Regions from separate parts of the Sus scrofa genome. Here region 2 is linked to region 1. Evidence: chromatin contacts called from public HiChIP or PLAC-seq data. All regions are on one chromosome and are shown on one strand. The core of a region is the stretch at or near the end of the contact, and the rest is flanking DNA. Distances in the headings are between cores, read along the strand shown. Region 1 has its middle 8.3 kb from the start of SLC18A3. Region 2 holds the start of LOC100522401 (WASH complex subunit 2A).

Region 1 (7,240 bases), core at 3,148-5,647:
GGGCAATGCTGGATCCTTCACCCACTGAGCGAGGCCAGGGATGGAACACAAAACCTATGGTTCCTAGTCGGATTCATTTCCATGCACCATGACGGGAACTCCCCACGCTCCTTCTGACTCCTGACACTTGTTGTGAATCATTGAGTGGGAGCAGGGCCTCAAATCCCCTTTGTCTCTGCTCCCTCCACTCACATCCCGCACAATTCAATGAGTTTCTCAGGTTCATCTCCCTCCTCCATCAAGACCACACCTGCCCCCAGCTCAGACCCCAAATCTACCCTGCACAGGGGCAATCGATTACCTTCCAACTTGTCCTTTGCCTCCTGACCTAGCCAACCCATTCCTGCATGGGTGCCAAACTTCTTTTCTTTGTAAAGTGTCAGGCAAGTTCTCAGGGACTGACAATAGCTTTCAGGGGCCTCTGCTGACTGTGACTAGGGTTGGGCTTCTCCCAGCCTCACGGCTTTACACAACACATGTACCACGCCTTCCTGTTCTCTGTCTTCCCTAATGGCCACAGGAACTCCTACCTCTACACTTTTGAGCGGAAGTTCTCTTGGCCCATGCCCAGGTTTGCCTCTTCTTCATTGCCATAAATACTCCCCTGATTCCTGAAATAATGTGAATAACCTCCCCTGCCCCTCCCCCTATGAACCCCATTGCATTTTCCACTCCTCTTTGGGAATCTATCCCACATGATGTTGGACCTGTTCCCCCACACCAGCCTGAGAGCTCCTTGAAGGCAAGATCTGTGTCTAGATGGCTGATAACAAGATTTTGCCTGGTATGCCATCTACAGAGCACTGGCCATTGCACTTTGCATAGGAGCTGATGAGTCAGTGGTTTTTAAATCCATCTCTACATTTATTAAAGTGAAAATTAATTGCGTAAGTGGTACATAAATAAAAATTTCTCCTAGAGATTGCTCATAGAAATTAAGGCATTATAAATATTTTGTTCTGGCCCCCAACCCTGGCCCCTTCTGTTACCTCTCAGATACTACCACCATTACTGTTTTTATGTGTATTTTCCAAGCCCTTTCTAAACCCTTTCCATGCATACCTCAACCCATAGAAAATGTAACATAAACAGCCTCTTTATGTTTAAATAAGTATTTTTACAGAAATGTTATGTATGTATCATTCTGCAGTTCTCTCCTTTTCCACTCAACAATGTATCCACTTTAGTCTATAAAGAAATCGCTCGATTTCTTAACTGTTGCATAGCATTTGTTGTTATGAACATACCCCAGTGTTTTTAGTATTTCCCTAGGTGGATATTTGGGTTTTGCCTAATTTTTAGGTGTGACAATGTTGCAATGAATCTGCTTGTGCTTGTATGTGGATGCTCCCCCCTAAGATGCATCAACAACTTAGATCCCAGCAATCTGTGTTCTTTTTTTAAAAGAAACTTCCAAATTCACTCCAAAGTGGCTGTATGAATATATATCCCTACAAAGCAGAGGATACAGTCCTCAATACCCTCGCTAACACATGCTCTTTTCTTCTTCCCTTTTGTCAATCTGATGGGTGAAAAATGGTATTCATTATTGTTTTAATTATATAACAGTTTTAATTGGCTGAGTACATTTTCATGTTTATTGGCCATTTGTATTTTCCTTTTTTTTTTTTTTTTTGTAAATTGCCTGGTGCTTTCTTTCCCCAGCTTGCTATTAAATTCTGTCTTTTTCTTCCAGAGTTGTAGTAATTCTAATTAAATAGAATATGATCATTTAATAGAATAACATCATTAAATAAAATTATCTTTTCCCTGGACATGTCCATTGTGACTAAAACTGGTGTCACTTCTTCACTTCTAGAATTTATGGGTTATACTTATTGGGCAGGATAAATTAGAGTGGATATGAATTTGCCACACCCTTCTGAGCCTTTTCATCATCAGTGGGAAAGAGTCCAAATTCTTTAGCCTGACATGGAAGCTCCTCTATAATCCATCTACCTCTATGGCCTCAATTTGATGCTGGAATGGTTTTCTGATTCCATCACCTGTATAGCCTTAAACAAATTTACTTAAGTGTTCTGGATCTGGTTTCTGTCATTTAAAAAAAATTGTACAGAGTTGTCTCTCCTCTTCAGGTTTCTAACTCTCTGATCTTGTGCAAGTTACTTAACCTCTCCAAACCTACTTACACGTCTATGAAATGGGTGCATTGACAATGCATCACATGGTTTGGTATTGATGGAGTGAGATTTCTTGTGAAGTAAGTTAATGCTGTTGTCCAATATATTTCTCCTTACCTACTGCATAGCATAACACAGGGCAAACTATTCAATACTGCATAATAACCTATGTGGGAAAAGATTCTGAAAAGGAATGGCTATATGTATATGTATAGCTGATTTACTTTGTTGTACACCTGAAACTAACACAACTTTCTAAGTCAACTATAGTTCAATAAAATTTATTGAAAAATAAATTAAAAAATGTATACCTCTCCCTGGCTGCCTGGATGACTTCTATTCATCTTTTATGATAAAAAAAAATCAAGCTTCTTTGTCTTCTAAATAAAACTTATTTCTCCTTCCCTTGGGCCAGTACCATGTGTCTATCACTGTATTTGTCACACTGTATCACGAGAATGTGTTCCTGTGTCTGTTTCCTTTACCAGAGTGTGTGTCCTTATAGATAGGGTCTGGGGTGGCTGGATTGTGCTCATCACCTGATACACAGCACCCCGATTGATGCTGTGAAATGGAAGAATAAGCCTATTACTTTTTTTTTTTTTGTCTTTTTGCCATTTCTAGGGCTGCTCCCTTGGCATATGGAGATTCCCAGGCTAGAGGTCTAGTCGGAGCCGCAGCTGCCAGCCTACACCAGAGCCTCAGCAACTTGGGATCCGAGCCTCGTCTGCAACCTACACCATGGCTCACGGCAACATTGGATCCTTAACCCACTGAGCAAGGCCAGGGATCGAACCTGCAACCTCGTGGTTTCTAGTCAGATTCGTTAACCCCTGAGCCATGAGGGGAACTCCTATCAATTTTAAAAAGGATAGACTTCCTCATCATGCCAAGATTCTGTTGAGCCTGAGATGGACAGAGGGGCACTTAGAGCAAAGCTGAGGTGTTCCTGAAAAATATTCCAGATATACCCTGAGGAGAGCCAGGAAAGAGATTTGTTTTAAGGCATATTGAACATGCAACCTCGCCAAAATACTCCCCTGATTAACCAGTTAGGCAAGCAAAAAATGTTTAAGAGAAACTTTGCATTTTACATTCAGGGTTGGGAAAATCCAGAAGATGAATGGAGGCTTCTAGCCATTTCTCCTGGTTTTGGAGTCTTGTCTTGATCCAGAAACCAAACACTGATCATTCAGAGTCACATCCATTTTCAGATTTTTTCAGACATGAAAAGTGTAAGTTTGAGGCAGGGAAGTCATGGAGACCAGTGCTGAGGGAGGGCAGAGGACTGCCTCGGAAGAGTGTCCCCTGCAGATGCATGCTGCACAGGGCTGTGTCAGCACTGCGTCAGTGCATCCCCAGTACCCAGCACACTCTCTGCACATAGAAAGGCTCAGTGAAAATCCAAGGGAGGGAGTTCCCATGGTGGCTCAGTGTGTTATGAGCCTGACTAGTATCCATCAGGATGTGAGTTCAATCCCTGGTCCTGCTTAGGGGTTAAGGATCCAGTGTTGCTGTGGCTGTGGCTATGGTGTAGGCCAGCAGCTATAGCTCTGACTAGATCCTTATCCTGGGAACTTCCATATGCCATGGGTGCAGCCCTAAGAAAACAAAAAAATGAAATCCAGGGAAGATGCTTGCTTCAGAGCCAATTGCTTCGAATGGTTATTCAGTGATCATCCTCATGGGGAACTGGGGAAATCTTCTGTGTTTAGATAATACGGCCACAGGTTCAAGATCTGTCTTGAAGCCTCTGGAAAGATTCCCTCTCAGAGAGACCCTAGGTGTGGATGGTGGAGCTGCAAGGAGGAACCCCCACTGGGTGAAAGGGCGGCCCTGCATGGGCCTGCATACAATGTACCGCGAGGCTCCAAGTTTTTGGGGACAAATGGGTCTGAGTTGTGAACATGGTCTGGAGAAGGCATTGGCAGTGCAAAGTCAGCCAAGCCTCCCTGACTCGTGTTTGAGTGGCTGAAAGTCAGCCCTTTCCCAAACTGCCCACCAGCACCTTCTCTAGGCGTGTCTGTGATGTAAGAAAGGTCAGCAAGGAGTCCTGGTGTGATCCCTGGCCCTGTGCCAGACACAGTGGAAGGCTTTTACCTTTATTAGCTTTCAATCTCATAACACCCCTGTGAGCTAAGTGTTCTTCTGGGCTCTATTTTAAAAATTGGCAATGCAGGGGGTTGAGTAATGTGTCAAGGTCACAAGGCCGTCTGACTCATGCCCATGAGTTTATCCATTTGGCCACGTGACTTCCGTGTTTGCGGGGCTGTGGAATTCCTCTGTGACCTCTAAAGCCCTGCTCTTTCCCTCTGACCTCTGTGATATTTGCCATCCTCCCCAGGACCACACAGCCCCAGATACAGAGGCAGTACTTGTCCCTTCCTTCTCCAGACATTCTGACCTCCATCCTTATTATATGCTAGGACCATTGCAGTAGTCTCATGACAGATCTCCCTGCCTTCGGTATTGCCACCAGCTCCTGAACACCACCCTCAACCTCTTCTCACAGTCAGCTTTTACAACATAATTCTTCCCCATAGTAGGCACTCAATAGATATTTGTTAAATTGGTCATCTTGCTTTAAATTCCCTTTGCCTATGGTCAAGTTCACAAGTTCGGCTTTAAGTTCCCTTTGCTAGGGTCAAATTCAAAAGCTAACCTTGGTTTTCAAGGCCCTCTGTGTGTCATGCCAGCTCCTGCCCATGCTGCTTTTCTACTTGTCACACTTGCATGGCTTCCTGTCTGGTGCACCTGGTCCTGCCACACCATGTCTCACTGTCATCCATGTTTTCTTTCCCAGCAGAATAGGTTACTCACCGTAGAGAGCATCCTTGCCCACGTGCACACACCTCTAATCTAGCACTTGCAGAATGGATTCTATGCTTTGATTGAATGTCTTTCCTTCACCTTGGGCTGTATTTAATCCATCTAACATCTCCCAAGCCTACAGTGGAGCTTTGCAGGCAGGAAAACATCTGGACCTGGCTGGTGTCATGAGCACATACAGCTATGTATACTGACTCTTCCAAAATGAAGCTTGCTCTGGTTTCCACTACATTTATGTTAAATTCTTATCACAACCCACTAATCTGGTTTGTAACCAAAACTGGGCTGATGACCCATAGCTTGAAAAGCTTGGCACTGGCTCATGGATTCCTCACAACAACCTTATCAGATTGATATTATGAGTCTCTCCCACGTCTATCTGATGAATCTGAGACACAGAGAGATGAAATAACTCACTCTGGTCACACAGCCAGGAAGCAACAGAGACAGAGTTTGAACCCAGGTCGGGGCCCCAGGGCCACATTCCCAACCCTCACAAATGTGGCTTTGATGATTAATCAGGGCTTAGAATGCAGGTAGGAGTGGAGGCCACAGTGAGCCTGCTGCATTTTCCCACATACCCTTGGGAATGGCCTGCATGAAAAGAATTGCTGGCATGTTCCCCCGCCCCAGGGTTGGGTTATAGCTGGGGGTGTCTCTGCCCAGAGCACAGTTCTTGACCCTCCAGGGGTGAGGGGGCAGATAGCTTGTGCCGAAGTGTGGGTACCAGGACCCTCTCTGAATCTGGGACCAGGCCGAGCAGGGTGTGAGGAAGGGCTGGTGGATGAGGGACAGGACTGGAGAGCAGACAGCTAACTCTAGGACAGCAACACCCCTGGCCTTGACTATGATTGTGCACAGACAACTGCCAATGCTTCTCCTACACAGACTGCGACCCTCTCAGATTTGTCACCACTGTGTCCTCAGCACCCAGAACGGTGGTTATGGAACAAACACATAAAAAGTGGCTCTTTTTTGGAGACATTGGCCGAGAGGAAAGGGAGCTGAGTTCTGACCCTTTCTTGTTGAGGCACAAAGATGTTAGAACACAACAGAAGAAATTTGGGGGCCTGTATTGTGGACATGTGATAAGACAGGGCCCTGGGAGGAAGAAAGTCTAGGCTGTTAAGTTGAGGATTCCAACCTCCAAACTCCTGGTGAGGGCCTGGGATGTTCTGGGGGAAAACCTTGTATCTTGATGGAAAGAACTGACCCTTTGGGCACACAGCCAGATGGCCCAGAACCCCTGACTGGTGTAGTGGCCATACTGACCACCTGAGCCAAATTCTACAGTGAGTCCCGACTCAGGGTTGTCTGGGTGGGGGAGGGGAATCCCTGCATGGCCCTGGAGCTCTAGGTGGTGACATGGGCAGGGACACAGACTTCACAGCCAGAGACAGGAGGGCAAGTGTTCAAGGACCTCTCCTCACATGGGTGTGGGGACCAGACAGCTGTGGGTGGTGGCTGTGGAGAAGATCATCTGACTCAGTTGAAAGCATGATCGACTTTGAATCAAGAACAATAACCAGAGCACTATATGCCCAGGTAATTGAGATGCTATTAATTAAACTCAATTTAAACTAGTTTCAAAGGAATCCTTTTTTTTTTTTTTTTTTTTTTTTTTTCTTTTTAGGGCTGCACCAGTGGCATATAGAAGTTCCCAGGCTAGGAGTGAAATTGGAGCTCAAGCTGCTGGCCGACGTATGCCACAGCCACAGCAATGCGGGATCCAAGCCATGTCTGTGACCTATACTACAGCTCAGGGCAATGTCAGATCCTTTACCCACTAAGCGAGGCCAGGTCTTGAACCCGAGTCCACACATGGATACTAGTTGCATTCATTACCGCTGAGCCATGATGGGAACTCTCTCAGATGAATTCTTGGTGGCACATGTGCACAACCCTCATAGGGAATGTGTCTGTCTCCTCTGGGCTGTGAGGCCCCAGCAGGGGGCTGGACCAACCTCAGGCTCCCTGCCTTGCCAGGCTGGCATGGAGTGGACTGTCTGTGAGCTTGCAAATGACTAAGTGATAGGTGGACAGGTGCCATTTCTTCACTTGAACTTCTCGGATGCCATCTGGTAGCAGGCGGTATGACATGGAATGTTCTCAGATATTGAGCAACTTCCAGCCTCCATCCTTGTGGAGTATTTAGTCTGCACAGTTGATGGGCTCAGAAAGCCCCTGCCCTTCCTCTAGTGACAGGAAGGAGGGGGTAAGGTAGGCTCCCTGACCAGTGAGGTGGGGGAGAAGACCAAGGTCATACCTTG
Region 2 (7,240 bases), core at 3,555-6,054, 480 kb before region 1:
TTGTTTTTTCCTTTTTTGGCCACCCCGAAGCATACGGGGTTCCTGGGATGGGAATCAGATCCGAGCCATAGTTGCAACCTAAGCCACAGCAGCAGCGATTCTGATCTTTAACCCACTGTGCCAGGCTGGGGATGGAATCTGCGTCCCAGACCACCCAAGACGCTACAGACTCCACTGCACCGCAGTGGGAACTCCAAAACCTACCTGACTTTAAGTATCTTTCCAATAAACTGCCATGAAACTAAAGGGCACCATTATTCAAGCCAGAATTATAATACATGAGTTTCAATGTTAGAGTTTGAAGAAAACACATGAAAAACCAAATTACTGCCAAATGTATTAACAGCATGTAGATTTTTTCAGAGTTTTATTGAGCATTAGCCATACTCTTATCGTCGTGCTCTACGATGGAAAGAACATGTAACACGTGGCATTACAGGGAGGTCTGGGAAGCAGTTAGATTTGGCAACAGGCACATCTAGAGGATAATTTAGCTACAGAATGGAAGAGGCACAAGAACTAAGAGGATGGAGAGATGGATGGAAAGCAGGAAATTCTAGAGGTGAGCAGAAACAAAGAACGACTATCAAAAAACAATAAAAAACAGAACCAATCACCCACAAAAACTAGATTATGAAAACTCAGAATCTAAAAAAACTTGGCCAGAAAAAAAGTGGAGGGAAAAAGAGAAGTAAGACCTTAAAGCTATAATGAAGAACAAGTTTATGATGCCCTTCACTCCCAAAGCATCAATCGGCTACCAATCCAGCACCAATGCAGCACAGGCACATCAAGCACAAAAGAAGTCCCCCAGTTCTATTCCTGGCCCAGTCCAGGGCTGCACACTGACTGCAGAGAAGAGCTGAGCAAGAAAGGTACAGAATGAGACCAACAAATATATTTAAAAGGACAGGAATAAGGCACGATGAAAAAGTGATGGAGCTGCATACACCAGTAAATGAGAGATGAGAGACCCATAAACCGCCTCTTCCAGTGTGAAAGATGCTCAGGACCAAGCATGGGCTTTCTGTGTAGATCACCAGAAAATGACTACAGATTTTACTAGAATATTTGCTACATTTTAAACTTACTGGCAAAGAGATATTTAAGACTTTTATTAAAATTTTTATTTTACACATAGCTTCTCCAAGCTATGGTAGTGGCATTTCAACCTGAACTACTAAGTATGTGCAAACATACTGCAACAAGATACCTGAATGACAATAGTCTTCTCTTAATAATCCTTAATCATGGTGTTTTTTTTTTTTGGGGGGGGGGGTCTTTTTAGCACCACCACTGCAGGACATGTAAGTTCCCAGGCTAGGGGTCAAATCAGAGTTGCAACTGCCGGTCTACACCACAGCCACAGCACCAAGGGATTGGAGCTGCGTCTGTGACACACACCACAGCTCATGGCAAACTGGATCTTCAACCCACTGAGCGAGGCCAGGGATTGAATCTGCATCCTCATGGATACTAGTCAGATTTGTTACCCCTGAGCCACAATGGGAACTAACCATGGGCTTTTTTATAATTTTCAAAATCTTTTTTGCAATTTTCAAAATCTTTTTTGCAATTTTCAAAATCTTTCTTGCAATTTTCAAAATCTTTTTTGTTATTTTGCATCTAACAGTCTCAGGAGGTAGCCTACATTAATATTCCTCTTTTCACAGATTAATTAATGCTGATACTCAGAAAGCTGGCCACCCTATGAGAAATACAAATCAGCTTAAATAAGATTCCTCTCATCCTCATCTGTTAACAATCTCCCCTTCAGTCACTAGGCTCCAGCCACACCTGCTTCCTTTCTATTCTGGAATTACACTATTATGGAAGATTTTGATTTTCTCTAAGGAGGGACTGTGTCTAATTTACCTGTATATTCCTAGAACCCAGCACCTAGAGAAATTCAATAAATAAATGGACAAAATCGCACATAGGTTAAAACTCAGCAATCTATTTAGAGTTTATTCCATAATAGGTTCAGCAGCAACATGGATGGACCTAGAGATTATCATACTCAGTGAAATAAGTCAGAGAAAGACAAGTACCATAGTATATCACTTACATGTGGAAGCATAAAAATGATACAAAAGAACCTATTTAAAAAAGAGAAACAAACTCAGATTTTAAAACCAATCTTACAGTTAATATAGGTAAAACAGTTAGAGGAAGGGGGGCATTGGGATGGTGGAAATAATACATACACTACAGTATAAAACAGATGATTAACAAGAACCTGCTGTAAAGCACAAGAAAATCTACCCAACAGCTCATAATTAACCTACATGGGAAAAAATAATGGATATATTTTTATGTATGACTAATTCACTTTGCTGTACACCTGAAGCTAATACAACATTGTAAATCAACTTTACACCAATAAAATAAGTTTAAAAAAAAATTTTTTTTTGTCTTTTTAGGGTCACACCTACAGCATATGGAAGTTCCTGGGCTATGGGATGAATCAGAGCTACAGCTGCTGGCCTGCACCACAACCATAGCAACATGGGATCGGAGCTGCACCTGCAACCTACACCACAGCTCATGGCAAGGCCGGATCTTTAACCCACTAAGTGAGGCCAGGGATCAAACCCACATCTTCATGCATACTAGCTGAATTCATTCCTACTGTGCCACAATGGCAACTCCCTAAAAAGTTTTTTAAAAACTAAAAGAACGTTGGAGTTCCTGTTGCTCAGCAGTAATGAACCAGACAAGTATCCATGAGGTTTGATCCCTGACCTTGCTCAGTGGATTGAGGCTCTGTCATTCCCGTGAGCTGTGGTGTACATCGCAGATTCAGCTCAGATCCCACATTGCTGTGGCTGTGGTGCAGGTTGGCAGCTTATAGCTCCAATTAGACACCTAGCCTGGGAACTTCCATATGCCTTTGGTGCAGCCCTAAAAAGCGAAATAACAACAACAACATAGGTTCAGCCATCATAACAAAATGTTAGTTGGGAATATTCCAAGTAGACACACACACGACTTTACTATAACTTATCAATATTGGATACAATCAATAATACACTGGTGCCCAGAGGATCAGACCAGTTGTACAGCTCCGTACAGAGTATGCTCAATAACAAGGTTTGTTGGAGTGTCATGCAATTCTGCACAACACCGACTACTCCAAAACCAAAAACCGATGGAAACACTGGAATATGAGGAAATTTTATCATTAGGTTTTTTCAAAGGCTTAAAAAAATTTACTAATAAAAAAGGGGGTGAGGCATTAATTATAAAGAACCACTACTTCCACCAAAATTTAGTAGAGAACCTAATAATAGATCATGGAGTATTACAATGGCTCTTGCTCCTCCTAAAAGTAGTATTTATTTATAAATCTGACTCACGTTCTCAATGAACTGGGTATTAGACAGCATAAGGAAGTCATTGAAGACATTATGCAGGCGACAATCTGTGGCTTTAGTTTCCCGAATTAGTCCATCCACTTGTTTCTTGATTTCATGGGTCCTAGAGATAGTCTGCTGTGAGAATTCCTGTAGAAACTGTAGCAGCTATTTAAAAAATAAACATACAGTAGTATCAATATTATACACATCTATTCTGCATATCAAAACAGGAAAGAACCCATTTCCTTTTGTGTGTGTGTGTTGGAATGTAAAAGGGATTCTGCTTTTGACAGCTTTATGACCAAGTAGCATCAAAAAACATTAAGAAAGTTCATCAGCCTTGAGCTGTGGTGTAGATCGCAGACGTGTCTCAGATCTGTCAGGGCTGTGGATGTGGAGTACCTAGGCCAGCAGCTACAGCTCGGATTCCACCCCAAGCCTGGGAACCTCCATATGCCGCGGGTGTGGCCCTTAAAAAAAAAAAAAAAAAAAAAGAAAGTTCATCAAAACAGCGGCAACGAGTCAACGGATACTTGCCATCTCATTTTGGGAGGAATTTTTAAGTCCTGTTTGGTTGTCATTCTACAGGGATTGCAAACGAAAGCCAAAACAACAAACCACTACTTTTATCCAAAAATCCTACTTCAAATGGGACTTTGGAATGACCATTTTCAGTTTACTGGGTGGGCCCTTAGCTAAAAAGTCTCACTCAAGGATATCCATATACTAGTTTTTCTACTGCCCCACTCAGTCCAGGTCCCAACATGGAATTGACGAAGTAATGCCATTGTAAGCCTGCGGAGCGGCGGAAGCCGATTTCCCAGCTCAGGATGGAGTTGGTTGCCGGTCTGGAAAACCCCAACGAGGAAAACAGCCGGGTGTCCAGGCCGCTGTCTGCTTGGGAGCGCTCAGAGGGCTAAGGACAACCGGCCCACCACCGCCCAAGTGCCTGGGGATTGCCGCCGGGGAGTTTTTGAGGGCAAGAAGAGATGTGTTAAGTCGATGTTTATGGGGAGTCCCATCCTCCCTCCCGCATCACCCCGGATGAGTCGCCCTCCCCTCCCGTCCCTGGGCCCGCCTCTCACGCCCGCGTCGGCCGCCAGCGACCAGCTTTGGCTGCTTCTGCGGATCTCTTCCACCGACCAGGGCCGCTCCCACACGGGCTCCGACGCCGGCGCCCGCTCCTGGTCGGGGGTGGTCTGGTTCATCTGCAGCGGGAAGGACGAGAAGAGGCGCTGAGCTCCGGGAGGGCAGAGGGGGCCGGGGCCCAACCCTCACCCAACCTGCCACTCTCACCATCCTCGCCGCGCAGCCTCACGGGCTCCAAGGGCCCGCAGGACGCACCCGCTGAGCCTGGAAGGTCTCTGGAAGCCGAACTTCTCAGTGGTGCCTCAGGCACGTGACTGTAGATCACATGACCCCGGCGCCGGTGACCTGCCCCTCATGTGACCGGCAGTGGATGGCTGCCGGACTGCCGGAAGGAAGGTGCAGAAGCCGGCTGGGGACACTAGACCTCTTCTAAGAGGCCTGTGGCCACATGGATGGACCTAGAAGTTATCATACTAAGTGAAGTAAGTCAGAAAGACACCTATCATATATCACTTAGATGTGATATATATATGACATAAATGAGCCTATCTATGAAACAGACTCACGTTCACAGAGAATTTGTGATTGCGGAGGGGGGTCCGGAAGGGATGGCTGGGGAGTTAGGGATTAGCAGATGGTGACTAATGTACGGAATGTGTAAAAAACAAACTTCTATTGTATAGCCCAGGGAACTATATTGAATATCCTGTGATAAACTTTAATAGAAAAAGAATATGAAAAAATGTGTGTATAACTGAATCACCGTTATACAGCAGAATTTGAAACATTGTAAAGCAAATATACTTGAATAAAGTAAATTTTTAAAAATCTATTTCACTAAAAGAAAAAAAGCCTGCAGCCGGGCTATGGTGGCGGGAGTTGGAGAAAGGAAGGGTGCAGACGCCAGGGGGAGCTGAAGGGGTGCGTCCGACGGGTTGCATTTTAAGCTAGAGGGCAGTTGGCAGGGTGTGATCAGCCCGGAAACGCCTGGCAGCGAGGTATGTTTAGAGAGAAGGGCCAAAGGGAGAACCAGCCTAGGAGTTTTAAACGTTCCAGGCGGTGGGCAGAGGAAGAGCTCGCTGCTGCATCTCTTCCTTGCTGCATCTCTGCTGCCTGTCGCGGGGTCAGCGCACAGGCGCCCAGATTTACTGGATGGTGACTGTTTAAAATCCTTTACTCGCTAGCCAGTGCCCTCAGATTCAAGTTCAAACTCCTCATATAACAGGCAAAAGCCCTTTAATATCTGATTCCTGCCTACGAATCCTTCTTCAACGTGCCCAGCTTCCCCACCAGCGTTCTGCGACCCCTCACACTTCCTTGAAGTTCCCTCTGCGGAGTCCCTCTTCCTCCAGACCAACTTACTTTTTAAAATGAAGATCCCTATTTCTTTCCATTCTTTTTCGGTTTTGTTTTTTTGTTTTTCTTTTTTGGCCACTCCACAGCATGTGGAGTTTCTAGGCCAGGGATCAGATCGAGTCGCAGTTGCGACCTAAGCGCAGCTCTGGCCACCTGGGATCCTTTGGCCATCCTGGGATCCTCTGGGGCGGGGTGTCAAACCTATGTCCCAGGGCTTCCACGACGCCCATGCCACAGTCGGAACTCCATTTCTTTCCATTCTTATGTGCCCATGGGCAAGTTATTTTAATCCTTATGAGTTTTCCTCCTCAGTAAAAGGAAGTTACATGTTTTGCAGGAACTGTGGTAACATTTGTAAACAGCACAATGCCTACCATACTGTGAGCATTAAACATAGATTTTACCACTTCCTCAGTGGCCTCTGTTTATCAAACTCTTGAGCTTTCCATTGTTTTTGCCTCTGTCTCTCTAGTGAAGACTTCCCTAATTCCCAAGGATAATTTTAAATGCCCCCCTCAGTTATTTTCTAAGGGTTCACACAAATATTCACCGTAGACTATCATAAGTGTATTGTAATTTACTTATCTATCCTTTTTAATAATAATGTCTAACATTTATGAAGCACATATAATGTATCAACTGCTTTATATGTATTAATTCATTTAATTCTCACAATGACTCTGTGAGGTGGTTACTGTTATCCCCATATTTTACAGTGGGGAAACTGAGGCACAAAGAGAATAACTTACTCAGGGTTGGACAACTAGTAATGAAGCAGAGCCAGGAACCTACACCATTAGCCACTATGTTACACTATAGCTAGTCTTAGTTTCTTAAGAGAACTTCATTGTTGGTTTTTTGTTTGTTTGTTTGTTTGTTTTTGTGGGGTTTTTTTTTTAGCAGTGCCTGCAGCATATGCAAGTTCCTGGGTTAGAAATCAAACCTACACCACAGCAGTGACCCAAGCTTCTACAGTGATAATGCCAGATCCTTGACCCACTGCACCGCAAGAGTACTCCAGAACCTTATTTTTAAATTGCAGTCTACCAACCTCCTAGCCCTTCTCCAACATTCATTAAAAAATATATATGATTTGACCCCTAGCCTGGGAACTTCCATATGGCACCGGTGCGGCCCTAAAAAAAAAAAAAAAAAAAAAAAAAAAAAAAAAAAGTGGGTGGGAGTTCTTATCGTGGCCCAGAGGTAATGAACCTGACTAGTATCTGTGAGGATGCAGGTTCAATCCCTGGCCTAACTCAATGGGTTAAGGATCTGGTGTTGCTCTGATCTGTGGTGTAGGTCACAGATGCAGCTTTGATCCAGCATTGCTGTGGCTGTGGCGTTGGCCGGCAGCTATAGCTCCAATTCAACCCCTAGCCTGGGAACTTCCTCCATGTACTGTTGGTGCAACCCTAAAAAGACAAAGAAAAAAACGT

The links. HiChIP or PLAC-seq counts read pairs in DNA pulled down with a chosen protein or histone mark.
Region 2: an H3K27ac HiChIP or PLAC-seq map of alveolar macrophages shows a contact between it and region 1. The contact joins the promoter of LOC100522401 here to the enhancer-like site in region 1. A contact is called at or near these places in 1 of 5 promoter capture datasets (liver), 6 of 47 Hi-C or Micro-C datasets (embryonic fibroblasts, epiblast stem cells, fetal skeletal muscle and 3 more) and 1 of 2 datasets of contacts at active chromatin or transcription factors (alveolar macrophages).

Annotation. Positions count from the first base shown.
Region 1 is chr14:90,101,633-90,108,872 of Sscrofa11.1, reverse strand. No RefSeq gene overlaps it. Among named protein-coding and RNA genes, the nearest start is that of SLC18A3, 8.3 kb to the left of the region's middle. Within about 2 kb of position 4,397, at least 2 of the 83 cell types and tissues checked have an H3K27ac peak or open chromatin away from gene starts, as enhancers often do. A contact at or near this core is called in alveolar macrophages, where this site is marked.
Region 2 is chr14:90,579,963-90,587,202 of Sscrofa11.1, reverse strand. LOC100522401 (WASH complex subunit 2A) reads right to left here and starts at 4,804. Exons shown (of 33, transcript XM_003133111.6): 1 at 4,656-4,804; 2 at 4,445-4,567; 3 at 3,360-3,524. The coding sequence starts at 4,658.